3 separate regions of the Mus musculus genome follow, and regions 1 and 3 are each linked to region 2. Evidence: chromatin contacts called from public promoter capture Hi-C data. All regions are on one chromosome and are shown on one strand. Each heading gives the region's core, a stretch centred on a gene start, on an enhancer-like site or on the middle of the called end of the contact. The rest is flanking DNA. Distances are from core to core; before and after follow the strand shown.

Region 1 (4,764 bases), core at 1,221-3,720, 310 kb after region 2:
AAAATAAGAACAGAGATATTAAGTATCATATTTTCAGTGACCCAGTAGAGACCACCTTAACTGTAGGGTTAGACTTCTTATATGCTTATATCACCTTCTTAGGAGTTTCTTGTATTGGTAAGTACTGAGGGTCTTGGGGAAGTGCTGGTCTGTTCTTTATATTGGCTAAATTGCAAAATTGATCTAGGCTTCAATGGTAGCTGCTGCCAAGATCGATGCAGCCACCTATGTGGACCTCTCCCTCCCTCCCACCTTCATACCCACCCTTTGGCTTTGCCAGGAAGCTATGGTACAGTAGTTAGAGGATGTGGGAGGAGGTATAAAGCACAGACCAAGTCTATAGGGTTTCCTTCTGAACACTATCTTTCCCCTTCATTTGTAGGACTATCTATAAGCACTACACACACACACACACACACACACACACACACACACACCTTCCCGTAGCCCTCTTAAAGTCACATAGGCTTCTATTAGTCTATATTAATTCTGTACTATTCTTTCCATTTACTTGTCTGCCTATGGAATCAGAAAATGTTTATTATGGAGTCAAATGTGAGTAATCATTACTCAGGAACTCAGATCAGTTGTCTCAAGTTCCATGTTCCCATCTGGTAACAACTGAAGTTTTTTTTTTTTTTTTTTTTTTTTTTTTAATATATATATATATATACTAACAAATCAGTGGAAACCATAAATCAAGACAACTTTTTTTAGATACTTCTCTGGAAACATCAGCTAGGTTATTTAGAGCAAAGTAGGGCAATTTCTGTTATAGGTCTCAGATGTCACCCAATGATGTTCTTAGTTTTTGTGTTGGTGGAAGACAAGGTCCAAATATCTTTTCAAGAGGATTGATCTAAGTGTCACAAGAATGTTACACGGCCCAGTTTGGTTTCTATTGCTATAATAAGACACTCTGATCAAGCACAGTTTAGAGAGGAAAGGTTTACTTCATCTTATTCTTTATAGTCCATCATCAAAGGATGCCAGGACAGGAATTCAAAGCAGTAGCCTGGAGGTAGGAACTGAAAGCTGTTTACTAGCTTGCCCTTCGATGCATGTTCAGTGTATGTCTTCTCCTATGTTCCATGTGCATTTGCCATTGGTCACCACTAGCAAATACTTCTCTAGAGGGATGCAAGACTCATAGCTGGCAGAGCTTACCTCCTTTGTTTTACCACATTGTTCCCTTACTTCTCCTAGGTACCAAAGACCTTTAAATTCTTCATCTGGAAGCTTGTGTTCCTCTGAAGAGCAAGAAAGTAAATTTTAGCTAAAAGTTTCTCAATATTCTCAATGTGGTGTGCACAGTCCTTGCATACCATCTTCACTAAAGCATTGGGAGGTCATGGAGCAGGAATCCTATTCCCCCTTGACATATGAGGATACCGGGGCATCAGTCATTTATCTGCAGCAACAGTGCCAACCAACAGTAGAATGAATAAGGAAGCCCTAGCCTTCAGGTTCCACCCTCAAGTTCCATTTAATTCTCAGAGTAGAGTCCTTTGTTGCACTACAGATGTTGGGACACATCACTAGCATCATGATAACGAATGGTCATGTTACAGTTTTGGAACTGAATATTGTATACATTACCTAAATCACTCTTCAGGATAACCTGCTAAGTTGATACCTTTATAGGGATGAGAAAACCGAGACTTGAAATGGTTAAACAGACTGAGGACACATATCATGAGCGTGAAAACAACATCTAAATTCCCATTCGGAGACCCTGTAGTTTTATGGCCTTCCTAGCATAACTGCTCCTGGAATCTAAAAATCTAATAGATGAGGAAGGACCATGGAGTTGATTATCGAAATTTCCAAGATAGTATCACTGAGGCTGATAGGGCTACAGTCCAACTAGTAGAGGTGGAAGCTATGGACAGTCTTTGGGCTAAGGGAATCAACACTAGAGAATATCATTCTTAAATTCTTCATATGAATAAAGAAAAAGCTATATCTCATAACAACATGAAAGTTATATGAGGACTTAAGAACAAGCAGGAGGTTTCAGCTACATTTTAGACTCCCCCCTCCCCCTCTATTGAGATATGGTCTTATGTAGCCTAAGCTGGCTTCAGATTTTCTGTGTAGCTAAGGATGACTTTAAGTTCCTGATCCTCCTACCTCTCTGCCCTGAGTGTGCAGGTTGCAGTATGTGTCACCTCACCTGGTTATATGTGGTGCTGAGTTTCTGACACGTGGCTTTGTTCTCACTGGCAAGAATGCTACCCTCTGAGCTACATGCCTAACGAGCATGTCTTCTATTTGTATTTTTAACAATTTGAACTTTTTGATACTGTCTGAAACCCTTCAGAGAATGCAACCTTAACACCCACTGTTGCCAGAAACACTAAGTGGGAAAGTTTTGGAAATCGTGACTCAGCCAGTGTCCAAAGTCCACACCCCTATTCCTGAACACGATGAATGCAACAATCATGCAGTTCTGATTGCTCCATGTGACCGCTGCAGCGAGGCTGCCGCCCATTGATTAGCAATGGGCACATTTTTCACCAAAGGCTCTGCCCTGTCTTGCTCTGCTAATCCTGTTTGCAAGCTTCTCCCCACAGAGATCACTACTTCCTAATAATGAATAAGCTTCCACTCATGAGTTCAAACTGGCAAATTGCCACCTGGCGTTTATTAGCTTTGGATCAAGACTCAAACTTTCTAGTTAAAAGAACAAGACAAGCCCTTAGGAATCAAGACTCTTTAAAAAAAAATCCCCAATTGCTTGGAATTACCATTTCTTGCAGGCCTAAGGTTTTGCTTTTTTTTTTTCTTTTAAATTTTCCTTCTTCCTTGTAGGTTTCGATTTGTGAGTGAAGCAGAGGGGAGACTTTATTTTCAGTCCTGTCGGGCAGAGAGTTTTTATTTCCAGCCTGGGAATTTTGAATGGGACTCAGATGGTGGCAGAAGTTACTGTCTACTGTATAGGTGCTAGAAGAGACTTCAGGACAGAGACTAGCAAGGTCATTACGTCATAGGCTTGAGGGGCAGGTAAGAGTCAGGGTGGGGGTGGTAAGGAGAAGAAACCACTCAAGGGGCGTTGTGAATGATCTGAGACTGACCCACAGGAGGCAACATCATCCTTGTTCCTACTGCATGGGTGGGGTGGGGAATTCTAGGGAAATACATCTTGGTTCAGAAAGAGAAGGAAGGCTCTCTGGAAGCGGGTGTAGCAGTAGTGGCGCCACTGCAGGAAGCATGAGCTCCTCATCCTTAGCAAGGGGAGGGAGAGAAGAGAGGCTTGAGGTAGTGAGGACAGGTTCCTCTCCATACTGTCTCTAGTGCTCACTACCTCAAGTTTGACCCCATGCTGTAGCAGCTATGGGAAGGTTGGAGGCTCTGATGCTGGGCTGATGAGACAGAGGTGACTGGGTGTGGAAGGTAAGTATACAGCTCTCCAGATTTTCCTCAGGGCAGATAGTAAGGATAAGGTTAACATTTAGACTTGTCTATTGGTAGCTCCAGTGCTATTGGATTGAAGACTGTTTAAACTTGAGTCACCAAATAACAGTGAACAAGGTTTCTCTATGTGGATGTTGGAGCCATAGCATAGATGGAAAGAAATGAGCGATCAGAGCTATTCACAATGGGAAAGACAACCGCCATCCAGAGGATTCCAGGAAGCTCTGACTGCAGGAGGGATGCCATGGATCCTTGGCTCAGAAACTGGTGTGGAAGCACCTTGGGTGTCTATTAATGTCGTATTTCTCTCCTGTTGTCCTCCTACGTGTGAGCTGGCTGAGTGTTCTGGGTTCTGATTGGAAAGACAAGAGGCAAAGAACTCATAGAAGTGTTTCTTGTGCATTTGAACTTGACTACTAAAAGAAAAGCAAAGGGTTCCATCTGAGAGGAAAGGCTCAGCAGCATCTCAGATGGCATTAAGTAGGACATGCTCAGGAAGTGATATGGGCTCCTTGGAGCAGAGAGGACAGAACAATGATGACTGTGACCTCAAAGCAGACCCTGAATCCTACTAACAGGAAGCCTAAAAGCTATATTTGAATCTTAAATCTATGCCAGCCATTTTAAACAGAGAGAAAATGTGAGAAGATCTTAAAGGATGCTTGTATACCAGGGTTCAATTTAAAGAAAAATTCATCTTCTCTTCACATTTCAGCTATTGGCTTATAATAGATAGTTTTCAAATCTCTGTTGTTTTGTTTTGTTTGTTTGTTTTGAGATGGGGATATGCACCTCACTCTGTAGCCTTGGCTTGTTTCAAGCTCATGGCAACCTTCCTACCTCAGCTTCCCAAGCACTGGGATTACAGGCACAAACCTTTATCCCTGGCTTCAAATATGCATGGTTAATGTCCATACTCCCCACATTTCATGGGCAGGGAGAGGATGATGATGGGAATCCCTGGAGAAGAAATGACAGGGGAGAGGAAGAGGAATGCAGTCATCTCACAGTGGAATCTAGGGACAGATATAATTCTTCAGGAGGAGAAATGCCCAGAAGAGAGCTCAGACAGGAATTGGAGGCTGTGGTCTGGAAGCTCTGCTATCAAGCCATGACAAGTAGTTCCAAAAGGGAAGGGGTGGATAATAACAGAACAGCACCTAGTATGTAACAGGTGCTATTCTAAGTCTTACTCTTCTGTGAATGTTATATTTAAGCCATTATTTCTATGAGGTGGCTCTTATCAACACTCAGTTTTCAGATAACAAATCTAAGAGTCAAATGGCATATCCAAAGTCACAGGACTAGTAGTGATATAGTCAACATTTGAACACTGGTGTTTTGATG
Region 2 (5,038 bases), core at 770-3,269:
CATGCACTGATCGCCTGCAGGTTTGGAATCTGTGTGCACACCCTATTGAAGTGCGGACCCCCTTGCGCGTGGCGCCAATAAAATCGGCCAAGAGCGGGTCGCCGCAGCCAGCTCAGCCAATATTGACTGGCAGCTTGAACAGCGCCTGGCCCGCGCGGGGTATGTGCCTTGAGCAACGGGTGCTAGTTCTTGGTATGCTTCGTCCCTTCCTAAACCCTCTTGTGTTCCGCTGAGATTCCGCCAGGTTCCAAGAGTCTCTCTGCCCGCGGCTCAAAACCTTGCAGCTCTGTCCCCGAGCACAAACGCAACCCCGAAGTCGCGGAGGCCACCTTGTTCGGTCTTCGAAGCCTCCCTTAGCCCAATGCGCTGAGCCCTTGGAGAAGGAGGAGGAGGAGGTTGACTCCCTGAGCTGGCTCTTCCAGGTCTAGGGACACCTCTCTTGAAGAAAGGGGAGGCGGAGCGGGACGAAGCGCGCCCAGCCTTTCTCATTCCCTCCCACCGTCAGTCCCTTATCTCGCCCACGCGCCCAGCGCCTCACCTGCTAAGCGGAGCGCCGACATGCGCTGGAACTCCGGCTCCTGCAGCCACTTCCACATCCTCCGGAAGGTCTCCCGACCCGACTTGAGTTTGCTCCAGGGCTTGGGGTTTCGCAGCAGGTCCGAAAGGGTCCCCTGGGAACGGCAGAGCACCCTCTGCGCGAAGATGGCCTGTGGGATGCTGTAACGTTTGAGCTCGGTGGTGATACGCTGCGCCACCTCTTTGGTATTGATCTCTTCCATCTGCCCTGAATTACTTCCATTGCTGACCTGCGCGCCGGTCACCGAAGGGTTGGGCTCTCGGGCTGTGCCCAGGAGCTGTCCGTGGCCCTGGGCATTCAGGTGGGCATGAGGATGGTGCGGAGGAAGGCCGTTGATGGGTACCATGCCGGCCGAGGTGGGCGTGAGGTGCTGCTCCCCGTGGCGACCGAGCATGGCAGGGTGGTGGGCTTCAAAGCCATTTGGGGTGAGCATCTTGTCGGTGGGCATAGCCGCGCCGGGATGAGCATAGTGGGGAAGTCCTTGCTGGGAGTTGTGAATGCTGCCCAGACCGGAGCCAGAGAGGGGCGAGAGGCTCTGGCCCATGCCAGCCACGTCCTTGTGGTAGGGGGTATAGAGGTTATTCATAGAGGCCAGCCCGCGCTCATCCCGCATAAGTGTGAAACTACCGCTCACGTTGCCCGCCAGGCGCTGGTGGTGGTGTGGGTGGTGGTGGTGATGGTGGTGGTGATGATGGTGAGGGAACTTGTCGGACACGGTGGAGATGGGCGGCAGCGGCTGCAGAGGGGTTAAGGTAGTGTAGGTGGTGGGCATGCTCATACCTGGGGGAGTTTCACAGGCCATGGTCATGGTGGGGTGCAGGGGGCCAGCCAAGCTGTGCTCAGGGGCGCGGTGGTGGTGGTGGTAATCGCTGCCTCCGCTGCCGCCGTCCAGCAGGGACGCCATGCCCATGGAACGCGGGTGCGCGGGAGGCAGGTGGCTGCCGCGGTGTCCCACGGAGCTGCGCGCGTGAGGGCTGCCGCCCAGCAGGTCAGCAGGGGCGGGCACCGGCTCATGGCTCACCCCGTGCAGCTCGCCGATCGCCTCCATGGTCAGCTGTGCGTTCATCGTGATGCGGGCGAGCGGGCTGCAACATCGATGTGGCCGGGCAGAGGCGGCGAGGGGCGCAAGGAGTCCAGTCTTCACATCGGCTGCCTGCGACTGTGGCCTTTCTTCCTCTCACTGTGGGGATCTGTGTCTCTCGCTCTCTCTGTGTGTGTCTTGCCTTCTCTCTTGCTCCCACCTTCCCCTCTGTCTTTTTTTTTTCTTTTAATATTAATTTCCAAAAAGGACCCGTGCTGTTGGGAGAGCGCGGTACCCCTAGCCCACCCAGCCCGGCCCCCTCTCGCCCCTCTTCTTAGAATCCTGCTGCCCCAGGCTCCCTTGACGCGGCCCGTGCGCCTGCCGCGGCTGCTGCCTGCCTGTGCCGCCCGCCAGCTCGAGCCATGGCTCGGTTACTGTTGCAGACTGTGGCTGCGATTCCGTAGCCGCCGCCGCTGCCGCTGCCCGCCCTCACGCCCGCCGGGCGTAGCGCGCATGCGCGCTTCCAGGCCCCGCCCCCTCGGTCCCAGCGCTCCGTGACGTCCCAGCACAAATGAACCGAGGGGGTGGGGTGGGGGTGGGGGGGACAGAGCTTTCTCAGCGGCGCCGAATGGCCCGGGATCAGTGAGCACGTGCACGGGACGCGCGCAGAGTGCGACCTGGAGCCGCCTCCACAGTCCTCGGAGACTTGCTACCTCCTGGTCTTCCTCACTACCTCCCTCTCTCTTTCCATCCGGACTTTCTTGCCTGGTTTCTGTCACCGTGAGCCAGCTAGGTTTGAGAACCAGAGCCCCTGAGTCTGAGTTGCTAGTTCCCGGTACAGGTTACCGGCGGGGAGTAGAAACTATGTCATGGCCCAAAGCCCACTCGCCCATTGGGCTTTATTCCCTAGAGGATCGCTGGAGACCAACTCATTCACTGTCCTTAAATAGTTGTCCTACGGGGACTTGGGACGTGTATATACCCTGAAGGCCTAGGTCGGGACGCTGTATCCCGAACTGCCATCCATGATCCTCTCAAGTACTCCTCGAACTACCTTTCTCCATCTGAGCCCGGGGCCGAGGAGCACTCAGGAATCTGTGCTCAGTGAGGAGCACTCAGATCGAGGCCACCCCTCACTGTCCCAGACCTCAAAGAAGGTCTGTCACTTTGCTCCCAATTAAGATAGCTCTCCCACTTTGGATAACTCTGCTTGGGGGATACTGAGGGAGACAGGAGAGAGGGCCTGGTTAGCATGGAAGGGGGCGGGGGGGGGGGGACGGAGCTGGTTTTTTAGTTACTCCACAGCCTTTCTAGAAAAGAACCTAGAGGCTTGGAAGAAGTACCCCACGCAGGCAGAGTGCACGCGGCTGAGCCGAGCGGCTTGGACCGCAGGGACGCTTTCCTTTTCCTGGCGTCCCTGCAAGAAGCCTCCAGATTTGAAAATCAATTCAGCTTTGGGCATAATTGTGCCCCTGTCACAGTCACGCTCCAATCCGGAATTGAACCCGGGCCTTCAGCCTGGTGGGGACGCGTGGGGAGGCCCCCAGTGTGGGACACACACCCGGCCGCCACATGCCGCGGCTTTCTTTTATTTACAAAAGAAAGAAAGAAAAAAGTCCGTAACAAAAGGCAGAGCCTTGTCTGCTTAGGTGCTTTTATCCCTTGGAGAAAGGACAGATGTGCCCATTGTCAGGCCCTTGGCAGTTACGGCCGGGTCAGCGCCGAGTCTCAGCCTGGGGCTAGCGGTGCTCACAATAAAGATAGCCTCAGAGCGGGCTTTCAGGGCTCAGCTACTGAACAAAGTGTCTGAGGCCTGCTCTGTGCCAAACACAGAACCCACCGCCTGTGTTTCCTTGTAACGGTTTTCAGAGAGCCTAGGATTGAGTCGTGGTGGTGGGGTCTATAAGAAAATTTTGGTGTGGTCAACCCAGGGTGTGGTAACCTGAAATCTCATCAGTTAAGGTACAAACAGGCTCATCTCTTAACCCAAGTGCCTGCCTCTAACAGCACAAGGCCCACAGTCAAGGTCAGTGGGTACAGAAACACTTCCTAGAAGACTAACTCTGCTGGGTCTCAACATTAGAACAGGATCCATCCTACCCAAATAATTCCTGTGGACCCTACTTCAAGCCAGCTTGGTCATGATCATTTAGGAATCTGAACCCCCCAGGAAAAGGTCATGGGGGGATACATTGGCAAAACCAAAATAATACTAATTTAATTTATTTATCATTGCTTCAGATACACTCAAGTACAAAATATTTTCTAGAAACCAAATCTACCTTCCTTCTTTTCTTTTCTTTCTTGAACTCCTTTCCAGTAGTATAGAGTGCTTGCATCTCTTGTAAGACCAAAGGATGGGTTGAAATAATCTCAGCTCAACTGTTCCTTCCACCATATTTTAATCCCATTGAAATGATTGATCTGCCCTTATGGCCATCTCTTCTTGAACGACTGTTCCTTAAAAAGAAAGAAAGAAAGAAAGAAAGAAAGAAAGAAAGAAAGAAAGAAAGAAAGAATTAGTTCACACATCATCGGGTATTAGTTCACACATCATCGTTCATGGTGCTACCATCCTCCAGTTAATTAGAGACTTGATCTTGGAAGTCCTTCTTCACGGTGACTCTTAGCTGAGCCCCCAGAGAGGTGGGATCAAGGAGCTCAAGTCTTTACCAAAAGGGACTCGGTCCAAAGGGACCTTGTCAAAAGGGTGTCTTCTTTCAGCTTTGGTTCCCAAAGGAGAAAAGAAGTTGAGGAAAAGATCTTTAGGCCTTGCTCCCCTCAGGGTTTGACATCACCCCCACCCCCACCAATCTCAGACTTGGTTTACAAATTTCCTCTCCCTCCTCCTCTTCCACCACCACCTCCACCTATTCCTTCTCCTACTTCTCTATTTTACACCTTTTTTTAAGCACTATTTTTCTGTAGTTGCTGAGTTAGAAGCATGGTGTTTTTCACACCTCAGAAGTATTTTCTGGCCTCTGAGGGAACTGGAGCTACCTGCTGTCATCTGGTCTTCATCTAGGAGTGCCCAGCACAAAGCTTGTCCATCCCCCCCCCCTCACTTCTTTCCTGCAGCCTATAGTACTTGCCTCCCTTATAAGACCAAAGATGGATTGAAGCAATCCTAAGGGAAGGGAAAGGCTATAGAAGAATTCCTTGAAACTGGACAGTAAGTGTGTGAAGCAGAGAACTTAACTGCTCCAGATTCTAAGCAACTGAAGGAGAATCAAAGAAGAGCAATGTAAAAACTATTAAAATACAAGTTTAAAAAACAGGGGCTAAAGGCTCAACTAGCTGCTTGTTGCAGGATTTTCATCTTGGAACCCAACTTTTGTGCTACTGGGGCCTTGAGCTGGGCAAAGGCTCTATCACTGATGTTTCTACGTGTAAATGCCTGTTGAGTGGGTAGGTATGTGAAATTTGTCCTCTGCTAGATT
Region 3 (4,607 bases), core at 2,031-4,530, 370 kb before region 2:
CAAGGACTTCTCAGGGTCTGCTTGGGTGGAATCTGAGTGGTGTGCTTGCTCCTGAACGATGCAGTGTGCTGAGCCAGCAGGCCAAGCTATGAAGAATAGGCAAGCTGCCTAGCAGGGTATGAGCCAGCTAGGAGAAGTGGCAGGGGCTAGATGAGGTTGCAGAGTCAGGCCTGTTGACATTTAGTCTAGGCTCTGCCCCACAGTTACCTTGCAACAGCCAGGTGTGCCTGACTCGATATAAAAGAGGCTGCTTGCCGCCCCCCCCCCCCAGCTTCTACTCCCTCAGCTGCCCTCCCCACGCCCTGAATAAACTCCATTCTATACTATATCATCATGTATATTATAGGACCACCTTCATGGGGAAAGGACGCCACAGCATAGACCTGCAGAGGCACCCCTTTCCCCGACACCTGACTGCACCTGCACCAAACATATTCCCTCTCTCCTCATATTTTATAAAACACAATAGGGCCCTTATGGCTGGGTTGGGACTTGAGAGGGACAAAACCCAGGTTTTAAGTGGGGATTGGTCAGACCAGTTTTTCTCGAAGGGATTTCAAGTAATCCTGCTCTGAAAGTTTCCAGGGCCTGCTGCTGTGGAGACAGGTGGGTTGCTCTGCACTTCCTACACCCTGGCCTCTCTCAGGAGTCCCCTCTCCCTCTGGGAACCTCTCTTCCTGGTACTCCCCAGCCCTTCAGGCTCCTCCTAACTCACCTGGGATTGGCTGCTGCTCTCTGGGTATGCAGACACTCCTCTGTCCTGGCCTTGCCCTTCTTTGGGTGCTCCTGCCACAGTTTTGTGACCACAGATGGGTCAAGGGCTCCCCTCTGAGGGCTGAGCTCATTCCCACGCTGTGCACGCCCCACTCATTTTCCCTGTGTCTCCTCACCACTTCAACACAACGCTGGTTAAAACTAAACGTGCTTCATGACCTCTCTCAGGAACACTTCCTTCTCCTAATGGCTCTCCTGCCGCTCATACACGCCCTGTTCTCAATCACACAGACGCCAGGTCATCCTTGGTGTGTCCCTTGTTCTGATATTCCCAGGCCTGTTTCTCCTTTCCTGTCTCCACCCTCCCTCTGTGTCTAGGGTCTCTCCTGATCCCCGAATGCCTGGGATCCTGAGGAAGCGGCTCATCTAGCTGCTAAACTACCACCCGATCCCTGTTTCCACCCAAAACCTCCATCTTTGCCAAGTGACCCTCTGCTCCAGCTGTCTCCCCCTCATACTCTCTTAGGCCTCACGAGACAACTGCTTGTCATTTCTCAAGTCAAAGAACCAGAAAATACCTTGGCAGGCAAAACAATTCCAGAACAAAACACCTTTCTCTCTGCCCCCCACAACCGCTGCACATCCTTCCCACCCCCAACAAAGTTTCTTCCTACAGAAAAATCTGGACGCCACCATACCCCCACCATTCCACAATATCTTAACTTATTTTTGAGAAAAAGTGTTGTTTCTTAGCCCTAGCTGCCTGGAACTCACTGTGTAGCCCAGGCTAACCTCAAACCCAAGGCAATTCTCTTGCCTCAGCCTCCTGAGTGCTGAGATTATAGGTAAGTAACACAGATACAGATAAGTATACCTGTGTTTTTGCTTTAAGAAAAATTGTTACTCAAAACAGGTTGGTGATCAGCCACCTGTCCCCAAAGATACCCAACAAGGCAGGGTTCATTAAAGATCCCCCCCCCCCTTCCCGATAATCACATGAAGACTTAGAAACATTTAGGTCACCTGGTGGTTCACACTGTCTCTAGTAACATCTTCTAGATGAGGGGCTGAGCTCGTGGTAGAATGCTTGCCCAGAAAGCACAAGGCCCTTGGTTCGGTCCCCAGCTTGAGACTGGGATAAAGTGCAGAATTGGTCAGCATCAGAGGGATTTCCTCTTTGTTTGATGTGTGCTTGCAATTTATTCATTAAACAAAGTAGAAGAAAATCTTCCTCCAACCCCGACGGAAAGATAAGCGTGACAAGGATCTTTTACTATACAGAGATGGTGAAAGTGCCTTTTAAATATAAGGCAGAAAGATAGGAGGGGTGGGGTATGTCTGTAATACCATCGCTATCGTGGCTGAGGCAAGATCTCCGTGAGTCTGAAGTCAGCCTGAGCTATGGACGGAGGGCCATTCCAACCAGGGACACAAAGCAAGAACCTCTCTTAAAAACTTGGTGGAGCATGGACCTTTAGTCTCAGCACTCTGGAGGCAGAGGCAGACAAAACTGTGAGTTTGAAGTCAGCCTGATTTCCAGCCAGTAGTGATGTCCAGGCTACCTGGGGTGACACAGTGAGACAGTCTCAACAAACAAAATCCAAAACTAAACAATACCTCCCCCACCCCTTCCCCGGCCAATTAAGTTAAGATGCGCGCGCCTCTCTCTCTCTCTCTCTCTCTCTCTCTCTCTCTCTCTCTCTCTCTCTCTCTCTCTCTCTCTCTCTCTCTGTGTGTGTGTGTGTGTGTAAATGTTCTAACAGAATCCATTCTAGTCCCATCTGTCAGAATTTGAAGGGTCTAAATTCCCCTACAAGAGTGTAGCAGGATCTGTTTTATGGCTCTTTTAAAAAGCGTCATTTTCTCACATTTTTTTCCTGGGTGAGGATGAAGCTCTTCGCTTCTGGAAGTTTTCCAGAATGCATGTGCTCCCGGTCAGGCCTGTCTGAGGTGCTCTCTGAGTTAATGCACCCTTACACTGGTTAAAAAGAGCCCAACAGCACCCGGGGCCTGGGACTCTGGGCTGCTGGTTCCTGTGCTCAGACCGGGCAACTCCAGGTGGATCCCCCGAGTGTCTTCCTTCGCCTGCACAGGGAAGCGCACCAGCATTCTAGAAAACACCGCCAATCTTGCCGGAGTCCTCCAGACTCCGAGGGCCTGGAAGGTTACAACGCTGGTTAACAAAGTTTGTGGTGCCAGATCGAAGCTCCTGCCCACTGCGGGACTCAGATTCCATCAGTGGCGGGACGAAGGGTCTGGGTGATCTAGCTACCCGGCGTGGGGACAGCAGCCCTCCGTTGGGTTTGCCCACCCGCAGGGGGCCCGGGCGGAGCTGGCAGCTGCTCCCGGCCTCCGCTCATCTACCCGTCTGGGCAGGTGCACAGGTGCGTCCCCGCGCCCCTACCTGCGCGTAGAGCTCGGCCACCGCCATGGACCTCCTCTCTGCTGCTGTTGCTGCAGGGGACTGTGCGCGCCCAGGCACTCAGCGCCTGGCCATCTTGTGCAGAAGTTTTCCCGAGTGCCACGGCTCCCTTCCCCCGAGGGCTCTGGCGCCCGGACTGGGGTTGGTGGCGGGGTGAGGGTTAGCAGCGGGATTGGTGCTTGCCGGCAGCCCGCGTTGCCATTGGCCCGGTCCAGGTAACAGGTCAAAGAAACCTCCAGGGGTCCCGCCCAAGTTCCCGCTCCCTTACAGCAGCCAGCAGCAGCAAAGAAAAACCAAAGAATCAGTGAGCTAACAGAACTTCTAAATTGAGGAAGGGGTCGGATAAAAGAAAAAAGTCGTTGTCCTGCGAACATTTTATATGCCATGGAAAGTAAGATACGGATCAAAGAAAATGCACCCAGAGATTACGCTACTAAAAACCTTGTTTGACCTTTATGGCGAGCTTGCTTCTACCTCTCTTACAGGACACACCAGAGGGCTGAATAAGTACGGGCCTTTTGGACGGATGTGAATATTTAACATTCAAAAGGTGTTGATGTCACCAAAATTAATACATAGGTCCATGACACTGGGTTAAAAATCCTGGCAGCATGTTTGCGAACTGACATTATTTTTATATTTTATTTGGGTTAGAAGTACTTGAACAGCTAAGACTATTTTTCACCACAAAGAGAAAAGAGATCCTATCCTGCTGGCCTTCCTTGGGAGCTGCCCATTTTCGTTTTTCTTTTCTTTTTTTAAAAGATTTATTTATTTTACTTATATGAGTACACTATAGCTGTCTCTAGATATTCCAGAAGAGGGTATCAGATCCCATTACAGATGGTTGTGAGCCAGCATGGAGTTGCTGGGAATCGAACTCCGGACCCTTGGAAGAGAGGTCAATGCTCTTAACCACTCACTAAGCCTTCTCTCTAGCCCTGGTCCTTGTTATTTTAAAGCCAGAATCTCTCACTGGGATCTGGGGTTCACTGAGTTAGGCTGACCCAGGAGCCCCAGAACTCCTAGTGTCTCTGTCTCCTCTGGCTTTACAGCGCCCACAACACCGGCTTTTAAAATGTAGATTGGGGGGGGGGGGAGGGGTTTGAAGGCCCGCCCTCAGGCTTGCACTGCAAGTACTTCATAGACTAAGCTACTGCCCCAGCTCTGCCCTGCCACATATTCATGGGAAAAACAAACTACAGTCATTAAAACAGTGGACTAGGCATATGAGAATGGGTGCGAGGGTAATGGAGTCTAATGGAGTCTGTCCATAGAGCCCCACGCTGTGAAACAGAAAAATGGCAAAAGTGACATTGGTGACGTGACAAATGCTGAATAAAAAACAAAATGAGGATTCATGTCAGAAATGATAAATAACCAGGCCAGGTGGGCAGTGAGGGAGGTTCTAGCCCCAGGGGACTGAGGCAGGAGAACCAAGCTTGATGACAGCCCGGCTGGGTTTTGTTCT

The links. Promoter capture Hi-C pulls out the DNA fragments that hold promoters and counts their contacts. Capture Hi-C pulls out chosen DNA fragments and counts their contacts.
Region 1: a promoter capture Hi-C map of liver shows a contact between it and region 2. The contact joins the enhancer-like site here to the promoter of Onecut1 in region 2. A contact is called at or near these places in 9 of 39 promoter capture datasets (the 3T3-L1 cell line, the C10 cell line, HPC-7-derived erythroid cells and 4 more), 1 of 484 Hi-C or Micro-C datasets (liver) and 14 of 115 datasets of contacts at active chromatin or transcription factors (craniofacial prominence, embryonic basal ganglia, embryonic forebrain and 10 more).
Region 3: a promoter capture Hi-C map of adipose tissue shows a contact between it and region 2, with 2.2 times the contacts expected there. The contact joins the promoter of Myo5c here to the promoter of Onecut1 in region 2. A contact is called at or near these places in 2 of 39 promoter capture datasets (embryonic stem cells and pre-B cells), 1 of 484 Hi-C or Micro-C datasets (embryonic stem cells) and 1 of 9 other capture datasets (adipose tissue).

The regions. Positions count from the first base shown.
Region 1 is chr9:74,554,182-74,558,945 of GRCm38.p6, reverse strand. No RefSeq gene overlaps it. Among named protein-coding and RNA genes, the nearest start is that of Gm33459, 28 kb to the right of the region's middle. Within about 2 kb of position 2,470, at least 5 of the 459 cell types and tissues checked have an H3K27ac peak or open chromatin away from gene starts, as enhancers often do. A contact at or near this core is called in hepatocytes and liver, where this site is marked.
Region 2 is chr9:74,858,902-74,863,939 of GRCm38.p6, reverse strand. It overlaps Onecut1 (one cut domain, family member 1), which reads right to left and starts at 2,019. Exons shown (of 2, transcript NM_008262.3): 1 at 539-2,019. The coding sequence starts at 1,643. It overlaps Gm33562 (a long non-coding RNA gene), which reads left to right and starts at 804. Exons shown (of 4, transcript XR_870924.1): 1 at 804-878.
Region 3 is chr9:75,230,687-75,235,293 of GRCm38.p6, reverse strand. Myo5c (myosin VC) reads right to left here and starts at 3,280. Exons shown (of 41, transcript NM_001081322.1): 1 at 3,119-3,280. The coding sequence starts at 3,145.